Linked DNA regions of Sus scrofa: region 2 is linked to region 1. A link is a contact called in public Hi-C data. All regions are on one chromosome and are shown on one strand. Each heading gives the region's core, a stretch centred on a gene start, on an enhancer-like site or on the middle of the called end of the contact. The rest is flanking DNA. Distances are from core to core; before and after follow the strand shown.

Region 1 (4,602 bases), core at 57-2,556:
GAATCTATATTTAGCTGGGTCCCCAGGGGAGTCCTGGGTACACTAGTTTGAGCAGCACAGCTAAGGGACCCAGATAGGCTGTGATGGAAGGAGAATAAGGTTTGGAGCTGGTCTTTAGTTTGGCTTTGGACACTGGCTTGAATCTGAACCTAGACCCCGTCACTTGCTGTCAGCACCCCTTGAGGATAAGGCCCTTCACCTTCAGCTTCCTCTTCTCTACAGACTGTTATGAAGATGGCAGAGGCCCAGGGTGGGGGACACGCCTGGCACACATTACAGGCCAGGGCTCCACACTTGCCCAGTTGCAAAACACACTAGAGTTTGCTGCCTGAAATCTCTGCTCTTAGGTACATTTTTTGAAAGTGATTTGGCAACACTTTTTTTTATATAAAACTTCTTGAGACTTTTTCCTACAGCTGCATATGAATCCACTTTGCAGATTCATATGCAGCTGTAGGAAATAAAACAGAGAGATCCATGTATGCTTTACCAACTTTCTCCAGTAATAGCATCTTTAAAATGTAGTAAATACCACAGTCAGGATATTGTCACTGATATAACCCACTGCTTCCATTAGCATTTCCGTTTTATGGGCATTCCTGTTTGTTCTGTATGTGAGTCTGTGTGTGCACCAAAGTTCTATGCAATTTTAGAGTTTCTCTTGATGAATGCTAACACTTTTTAAATGGTTTGTATAAATAGAGCCTTCCCAGCCTTCTCAGGGTTCCTACCCAAGTTTACTTCTGCCCTCAAAACATGAAGGGTTGGTTAAGAAAATAAACAGGATTAAAGATAGAGGAAATATTTAACTAGGTTCAGGACAAACTCTTTTCAAGAGCAAGGTCACTGACCTAGTCAGTGAAATTTTAGCCATCCCTGAATCCTGTTTTTCACCCTCAGGGGTCTATCTGCTCTGGTTTTTGTTTTCCCACCAAACTCAAAAAGGGAAGAATCCTTGCCCTATTCTAGAAGCTTGGTCTCTTTCTGTATTTCTGTCTCTCACTCTCTCTGCCTATTTCTTTCTTGTTCTCTCTGTGTTCTTTCCAGCTGTTTCATTCTCTCTACACCCAACCCCCATGAGCAGAACCTACACTCAAAATATCACCTCTCAGGAACCAAGAACTGAGGACCTCCCAGAGGATATTGGCCACCCTATTGCACTCTCCATTCCTGATAATTACTAATAAGATAAACTCCAGCCAGAAAGGCTAACACCATGGCCTGACTCCAACTTTGTGGAATCCAAGCTCCTCCCTGGAGGGAGGGTCTGGTCTTATGTAACGCCTAACGGGCAGGGCCTGGGAGAGGAGGGAGGATATAACGGCACGGCAGCAGGGGAGACACAGCCAGATCCCCAGCCAGAATGGAGGGCAAGCTGTACAGAGGAGAGGACTACAAGGAGTTTGACTCCCAGGACTACTTAAAGACCTACTACACCTTTGATTCAGGCACCGTGGCTGAAAATGAAATCCTGAAATTTAACCTGAAAAACCTCTTCCAAACCTTCTCTTCAGGTGAGTGGCTGGAACCCATCTAGGAAGCCAGGGTGGGCATGCACCTGACAGGAAGTGCTGCTGGTGGCAGGGGACCTGCCCTCTGGGACCCTGCACACCAAGGATGCTGCAAAGGCAGCCCAGCCTGTGAACCCAATGAGTGCCTCTGCTAAGTGGCCACTCAGTGCAGGGCAGCCTGAGCCTGGAGGGCAAGAGCCAGGCTTGAGTCCGTGATAGTCCGCCTCGGTTTCTTCACCTGGGAAATGGGAAGGTGACTCCGGACCTCTGGAGCCTCCTTGCAGCAGGCTCATGCTTGGGGGAAAAGAGACAACAGACAAGAACACACTGCCTGCATCTGACCAGCTCTGTCTGTCTTCCCTTAAAGCCAGGCTTCATAGTCTGGCATCATGAATCCCTTTGAAGATATGATGAAGGAGCTGCCGTTGTAGCTCAGCAGGTTAGGAACCCAACTAGAACCCCTGAGGTGGCGGGTTCAATCCCTGGCCTTACTCAGTGGGTTAAGAATCTGACATTGCCCTGAGCTGTGGTACAGGTCACAGACATAGCTTGGATCTGCGTTGCTGTGCCTGTGGCATAGTGTGGCATAGGCCAGCAGCTGCAGCTCAGACTCAACCCCTAGCTGGGAACTTCCACATGCCCCATGTGTGGCCCTAAAAAAGCAAAAAAAAAAAAAAAAAAAAAAAAAAAAAGGAAAATACGATGAAAGCTCTGCTACCTACTTGTGCGGTCACACGCAAGCATGCATGCACACACACATACACTCCTAATCTTTTACTCAGAAGGAAGTTCATGGATACCCACAGCCACACCACAGAGCTCAGTTTACAAACCCCTTCTCTGGGGCGGCAGGCCAGGTGACCAGCAGAGACTATCGCCCAGGTTCCTCAGTGCACGCAAGGGGATGCTGAGGTCGGAGAGAGTGAGGAGGCTGGCCCGCTCAGACTGCCAGCAAGTAGCAAGAGCAAAACTAACATCAGTTAAGTCAGGGCTGCCACACACAGATCGGCAGGGGAGGGGGTGCCGTTCTGAGCAAGTAGGAGTTAGTCACTCAATAAACCTTGCCTAATCATGTAATCAGAGCCAAGGAAGGTTTATCAAGCAACATCCACAGAAATACAGAAGAGATCAAGCTTAATGCTCACACAGAAATCTGAGGAGACTTCCTAGAGCAGCGGCTGCCACTAGGCCTTGAAACATGGACAGGTGGGACTGAAGGAGCACAGAAGGCAGGAAGTGGGAAGAAGACGGCAGTGAACCTAGTGCTACTCTGAGGCTAAATCCTTCCCCCTAACTCATCACAGGATCCCCTTGCCTTCCCTGAGGGGCTCAGCCAAGTTAGAACCCACTGGTTGAGGTCTCAGTCTTTAGCCAAGGCTCTGTGCCCTGCAGCAAGGAGCAGGGAGGGCAGCTGGTGGTGGGGGTCTCTCTCACCATTGCTTTAAACCCAGAGTCAGAAGCCTGCTGAAAACAAACAAACCAGCTCCCATGGGAAGTCCACCTGCACCCTGCCCAGAAGTGCAGAACTGGTCCTGGGGCAGCAGAGGGGACTTGGAATCTGCCATGCTGTATGCCACCCACCAGCTGTCACCCCCCTGAACCCCAGGTGTGGCAGTCTGGTCACTCCCTCCCTGACCAAGTGGCAAATCCTGGGGAAGGGCAGAGCTGGCATCTCCATCTACTCCAGGTGGGCATAGAGGTGGCTGTCCCCCCACCCCAGACCCGGCATGTGCTGTCTCCCGCAGGAGGAGTGGGAGGGGACATCCTGATTGACATTGGCACAGGCCCCACCATCTACCAGCTGCTCTCCGCCTGTGAGGTCTTCCGGGAGATCATCGTCTCCGACTACACAGACCAGAACCTCCGCGAGGTGGAGAAGTGGTTGAAGGAGGAGCCGGGAGCCTACGACTGGTCCCCAGCCGTGCAATACGTGTGTGAGCTGGAGGGAGACAGGTACCCACGGCCACCTCCCTTCTCAGGCCAGGTCACCCACCCTGCAGGACAGAGCCTGCGCCTGCAACCTGCTTCACCTGCCGCCCCCGCAGGCTCCTCCTCACCCTCACCCACCTGGGTCGCAGAGGCCCAGAGCATGGCCCTCTCTGAGCCAGTCCCACCTGCAGCCTGAGAGCTGCCTGTGCTCTTAGCTTCAGCTGCCCTACTGGGCTCTCCACATTTTGTATCCCACCTCTCCTGCATGGCCAGCCACAGTCCCACCTCTGCCTGAAGCCTCCCCTGATTGCTCCTGCCCTCACTGATCTCGCTTTCCTCTGAAAACTAGTAGTTCAGCTTCTCCTTTACCTAATGTTGGAGGGCACTTGTTATGGGAGAAGTTGGGCTTCAGGGAATCCCCCACACCTGCCCCCTCACCACCACTGCCAACTCTCACAGACCCACAAACAGTGCCACACCCCCTGCCCCTGCGCCCTCCCCATTCAATTCCCAGAGGGGGCTGCATGGACCAGAGCCCCAGGGGGAATCGGCAGGATTTGGGCCCTGATTCTACAGCCCAGGAAACTCAGGCCCAGACCCTGGGAGTGACCGCTAGGCCACCTTAGAGCCAAGACAAAGACCAGAGTTTAAATTCCTGTCCACAATAAGAAGGTTAGTTACTGGGGACTGACCCAGTTACAGGGGACTGATCCAGTTACAGGCGGGCACATGTGATATGGGACAAGGCTGCAGGGCATCCACATCAACCCAGTGTGGACAGCGTCCTGAGGGTCACATCCACTTCTAGGTTCAGGGGATATCACAGTGAACAGACACAGGCTCAGCCCCATGGAGCGCACATCCCACAGTGAAGACAACACAGCAAGCTAGATAGACACAGAGATTCAGGAAAAGTCAAGTGTTTTAAGAAGAATCTTCAGCTGAGGAGGACCTAGAGAGGCAGGGGTGCTTTGCCAGCTGGGATGGTATCTTAGCCATTTCGGGCTGCCTTACAAAATGCCATAGACCCAGTGGCTTAAACAAAGACATGGCACATCTCACAGTAAGGGGGATGAAGGTGCCAGATCAGGTCCCGGGGAGAGCCCTCTTCCTGGCTTGTAGGTGGCTGTCCTCTGGCTACGTCCACCCAGGAGGGAAAGGA
Region 2 (5,054 bases), core at 1,095-3,594, 53 kb after region 1:
AAGAGACTTCAAGCAGACATTAAATGGATTATGTGTTTTATTCATCGCAGAGGAAACTAATAGAGCATATATTTACTGTAAGTTGTAGGGATATTATTTTTTCAGACCATAGGCAACATAAGTGCCCAAATGGAATGGAGGATCCCTTGAAATAACTCTCCAATCCAACACACACACACACACACACACACACACACACACACACACACACACCAGGGCTGGTTAAATGGGAAAAGAGCCTTGGCTGAGAGACAGGACTGCTGCCCAGGCATTTGTTCTTTCAGTGGTGACTCGCTGAGCACAGGCCTGGCGCATTCTGATGGGAGCTGGGGACTGGTTAGTGAACACAACCAGCCCTGCCCTCCAGGAGTCACAGGCTGGTAGAAGAGACAGTAGAAAAACCAACAACCTTGATGTGACATAGACCAGGCCCAGCAGATAGATAGGCACCAAGAAAGGCCACCCATCCCAGATAAGAGAAAGGACACCTCCTTTCTAAGGGCTAAGCTGAACATTAGAAGGATGAATGGGAATCTGCCTAGGGTTGGGACTGGGTCTCAACTGAGCCTCGCCTGCTCCTGGCACTGCTATTATAGATACTAAGGGATCTCTGCCTCTGCAGCTGCCCAGAGCTGAGCCAAGGGCTCTGTCCATTCAAAGGCAGAGGACAGACCTGGCTAGCTTCTCTGCACCTTGTACCTGTCAATCAGCTGGCCCTGGAGAGATTCCTGTGCTTGGCCCTGGCCTCAGTGCTCTCTGGCTTTGCCTGGACAGTGACAGCAGCATTAACACGGAGGCTGGGGAGATTGGAGCACCCAAAGGCAGCCCAGCCTGCCTCTTCCCCTCTCCCTGCTCAGGTCTTAGTGCAGGCTCAGGGTGTCTTAGCCTTCCCCAGCAGCTTTGTTCCCAGAGGGGGCTGGCAAGGAGGGTGAGGACCAGCTCTCCTGGGGCCTCCAGCCCAGCTGGGACTGGGACCCAGCTTTCCCTGCCCTCTAAAGATAGAAACACACACACTCACACATGCATTCATCTTCCTCAGCCTTTGCATCTCCGAACTCGGAACTGGAGATTCTCTGGGCTGGGAGGGGTGTCCGAGAACATTTCACTGGTGGAGAAGCTGCCCCAGAAGAGGTGAGAATTGGGGGACATGCAGAGAGAGTACAGGCAGAGGCAGACCAGAACCCAGCCTGAGATGAGGTGAACTATACCCCAGCCCTTGTCTCCAGATTCCCCTGCTCAGCGGGCATGAGCAGCGACCCAGTGTTGGCATTTGGCAAATTATGGAACAGGCAGCTCTGAGGGGCCTGGACAAATTCTAGATAAAGGTTTTTAGCTCCTCCGCACTCGCTGTGGGGCCTGGTCTCCCCTACACACACACACACACACACACACACACACACACGAGAGTTCCAGATGGCCCTGCACAAGCCCTGAGGAAGAGGGGTTCTCACTTTATTCCCTCTGGAGCCCAGGGCAGTCAGACCTGAGTATTTGAAGTCCTCCAGGTAATTTCAGCCACTTTCTCTCCAAGCCGGAGACCTGACATCATCCCTGCCCCCTGGCTTCTGTTGGAAGCCACCCACCCACTCCTCTCTCCGGTCCCGCTTCACCAGGGCTGGTCTCCCAAATCCCTCTCCATCCCAGACCTGGCCCAGGTCTGCACTGTTCAGGCCGCTTGATCTCACTAGACTCTTCCGGTGGCCCAGTGCTTCCCTCGAAGCCCCTCCAATCCACTTCCTTCCCAGAGGCCACCGGAACTTTTCTAGAGGGCGGCTCTGCACGTGGACTCTCTGCTCCCCCTGCTCCCTCTTCCGTGACCTCACTCGGGGAGAAAAAACCCTCAGGCCTCCAGCCACCCAACTCTGGCTCGGTGGGCACCCAGTTCTGATTCCTCCGCGGGCGGGCGCGCTTCGCTGCCCTCTGCAGCCCTGGAACCTGCCATCCTCGGACAGGGCATTTGGCCACCCTAGGCCCACCCTCTCTATCCCCGCCGCCCTCCCCCAGCCCTTGGCGGAGCCTTCGAAGGCGCTCGGGACAGGCGGGTGGGCCGGGGGCGGAAGCTTCGGCCCCGCGGAGAGGAGCCACCCGGCCCCGCCCCCGATGCCGCCATTGGCCGCGACCGAGCGGGTGGACCCGCAGCTCCGTGCGCTCCGCATCTCCTCTCCGCCGAGGTCCAGACTTGGCAGCTTCGGGCGCAGCGCCCGGAGGCTGCCTGGCGGGTCGGGGCTGAGCTGGCAGGACCAGGACTCAGACCTCTCTCGACCTCTCACTCTCGAACCCAGCCCCCGGCTGCCAAGCCGAGCGCACACTCACACTCCCTCCGGGCGCGCGGCTCCGGGGCGCAATGGACGCGGCGCTGCTCCACAGCCTGCTGGAGGCCAACTGCAGCCTGGCTCTGGCCGAAGAGCTGCTCTTGGACGGTTGGGGGATGTCCCTGGACCCCGAGGGTAGGCAGGAGGCGAGCGGACCGGGGCGGCGCGGGTTCCTTCCCTGGCGCGCTGGGTGCGCCCAGGGCCCCGCGCTCCCGGCGCCCTACGTCCTGCGGCGCCCCACGCCCCCAGCACCCCCTCTGAGCCCCGCTCCGCGCTCTCCCGTCGCCAGGTCCCTACTTCTACTGCAACACGACCTTGGACCAGATCGGGACGTGCTGGCCCCGGAGCGCGGCCGGAGCCCTGGTGGAGAGGCCGTGCCCTGAGTACTTCAACGGCATCAAGTACAACACGACCCGTGAGTGCCCCCCGGACCCTCTGCCGCGGGCTCTACACCCACCTCCCAGGAGGGCGGTTTACAGAGCGGCAAGGGCTCCTGACCAAGCGTTGAAGACCGCCGAGGGCCATGGCACCTCATACCGCTGGCGTTAAAAAGACCCCTTAGAGTACCGGGGCGCTGTCTGCCCCTACCCCACTGTAGCTTCAGACCTCAGTAAGGCAGTCACTTGCCCACGATTCTCGTGCTCCATGCGCTGAGAGCCCAGGAAGGGAGAAGGAAATACTTTCTTTTGAAGATAAATCTCTCTCACACATTATATATTCTGGGGGCCTGAAGTTTCCCCATTGGGGCTTCTTTTGTTTAGCCAATTTCCCTCCCCCCTCACTTCCCCCGGGGCGGTTGGGAGGGGGCCACCTACACGGTCAGGGTGAGGGCAGCCATCAGGCTCTGCTAGGGAAGAAGAGAACTGGAGGCAGGAAAGGTGGGGTGCGTCTTGTGTTGGGAACGTATGCAAAGCATAGACATTTCTGGACCAGAGTGTGGCGTGCATCCTCTTTCCTACCCGGATGTCCCCGGACTGGCCCTCCGGGCTGTGAGTCAGGGGCAGGTGGGCAGCGTTACTCCTGCTACCCAGGTGATGCAAGGTGTCTGAATCAGGACCACCACCCCCCACCTCCCTGGGGGAACAGCCTGTGCCCTCCTTCCTCCAGGCAAATCACTGGCTGACTCGACAGTCTGGGGAGATGGCAGAAAAGGTTGCAGGTGGGGTTGTGCAGTGTGGGCTCTGGGAGTGGCACAGGCCTGAGAAATCCCTGTGGAAGGTCTGATGGGGGCCAAGTGGGAGTGTCTTGTGAGGCCGTGGGGAGCAGCAATCACTAGCCCACCCTGAATGGCCACTCATATCTCCAGCCCCACCCCACGAGCAAAGAGCCTTCTGAGACACTGGAGGGGGCACGGCACCTGTTTTTGTCTGAAGCCCCTCATCTTGGAAACTTGGTAGCAACCTCTCTCTGAATGTGTGTCTGAACAGTGGCACAGGTCCTCTACAAACACACACACACACACACACACACACACACACATACGCACAAGCCTGCCCAAGCTCAGGCCTTCACCCGGTGAGAAGGTTAGAGGGCTGGACGTCCTCATGGGCATCTGATGCTAAGGAGCATCCCCCTGTCCACACCCTGGAGGAGGAGCACTGTGGTGGGCCCAGAGGGCAGCTGTGCTCAGAGGAGTCCAAGGGCAGGGGTGCCTCTGATGCAAGGAGGTGGGAGAGGCAGCAGGGCTGCCAAGGAACATTTCTGTGTCGTCTGACTGTGCTTCCTATCCATGATTAAAACAGACCCCTGAGCGCAGGGGAGGTCCCAGCCCAGGAGATGCGCAAGCAGCAGGAATGGCTTCCGTGCCCCTTCCCAGTTCTGAGGTTATAAAACTGTATTTTTAGGATCTTGCGAGCGGGGTGGGATGGGACAGTGCAGGTCAGGGTCTCTGATTCAGTCTGAGCCTGGAGACTGATTGCTAAGTGAGGTGATGAGGCGCCACCACCCCACAGCCTGTGGACCTGAGGCAGCTCTGCTCTGCTTGCTACCCCAGCCTGAGCTGTCCCCTTGCTCCGCAGCCAGCCAGGAGCCCTGAGGGCATGGATGGCCTGGGTCTTTTCTTCCTAGCCAAGCTGAGCCCAGTATTCAATCCGTTTATCGAACAGCTACTATGTGCCAGCCACTGCATTGGCATTGAGGCCCTCACTCACAACTGCAACAGACGAAAGGTATAAATACAGAGTGATTAATGCCCTAGTGGGGAGTGCAAGGGGGCCGTGGAATTGGGGGAGGAAGGGGGAAGCGGGGTGGGGAAGACCGACAGGAGGTGCCAGGGACACCAGACCCCCACTCCCCTCATGTCAAATGAGAAGCTGAAGAAAGGTCAGGGAGCCCCCGAGGTTGACCAGTGCAGTGCCAGTTGGCCCCCCTCTTAGTGATGAACAGTTTTCTTGATTTGGACTAATGCGCTGCCGCCCTCTGACTGCTGGGGAATGGGAGACAGTGGGAGACGGTGGGAGACGATGGGAGACGGTGGGAGCAGGAGCAGTGTGGCCACTAACCCGCAGGCCAGCCCCAGCCGCGCTGGGAAGAGCAGAGGCAGCTAATGGCAATGGCAATGCGTGATTGATTTCTCTCCTCCCCTGCCTCCCAGCCACTGCTTCCTCCTGCTCTGTTTGCCTTTCCAGTGGAATCTTTCCTGTGGAAAGAGGGACACAGGAAGGAAAAGAGCTCCTAGGAGAAGCCCAGGGGAAGAGGAGGAAAGATCCCAGCTCCTTTTCTGCCCACTTTGGCTGTGCTGCA

What was found. Hi-C and Micro-C count contacts between places; a contact is called where the count stands out from the background.
Region 2: a Hi-C map of fetal liver shows a contact between it and region 1, with 1.6 times the contacts expected there. The contact joins the promoter of CRHR2 here to the promoter of INMT in region 1. A contact is called at or near these places in 4 of 47 Hi-C or Micro-C datasets (fetal liver, fibroblasts, liver and 1 more) and 1 of 2 datasets of contacts at active chromatin or transcription factors (skeletal muscle).

The regions. Positions count from the first base shown.
Region 1 is chr18:42,212,029-42,216,630 of Sscrofa11.1, forward strand. INMT (indolethylamine N-methyltransferase) reads left to right here and starts at 1,307. Exons shown (of 3, transcript NM_001244733.1): 1 at 1,307-1,514; 2 at 3,257-3,464. The coding sequence starts at 1,364. It also overlaps the pseudogene LOC106506831.
Region 2 is chr18:42,264,082-42,269,135 of Sscrofa11.1, forward strand. It overlaps CRHR2 (corticotropin releasing hormone receptor 2), which reads left to right and starts at 2,345. Exons shown (of 12, transcript NM_001144118.1): 1 at 2,345-2,447; 2 at 2,602-2,727. The coding sequence starts at 2,345.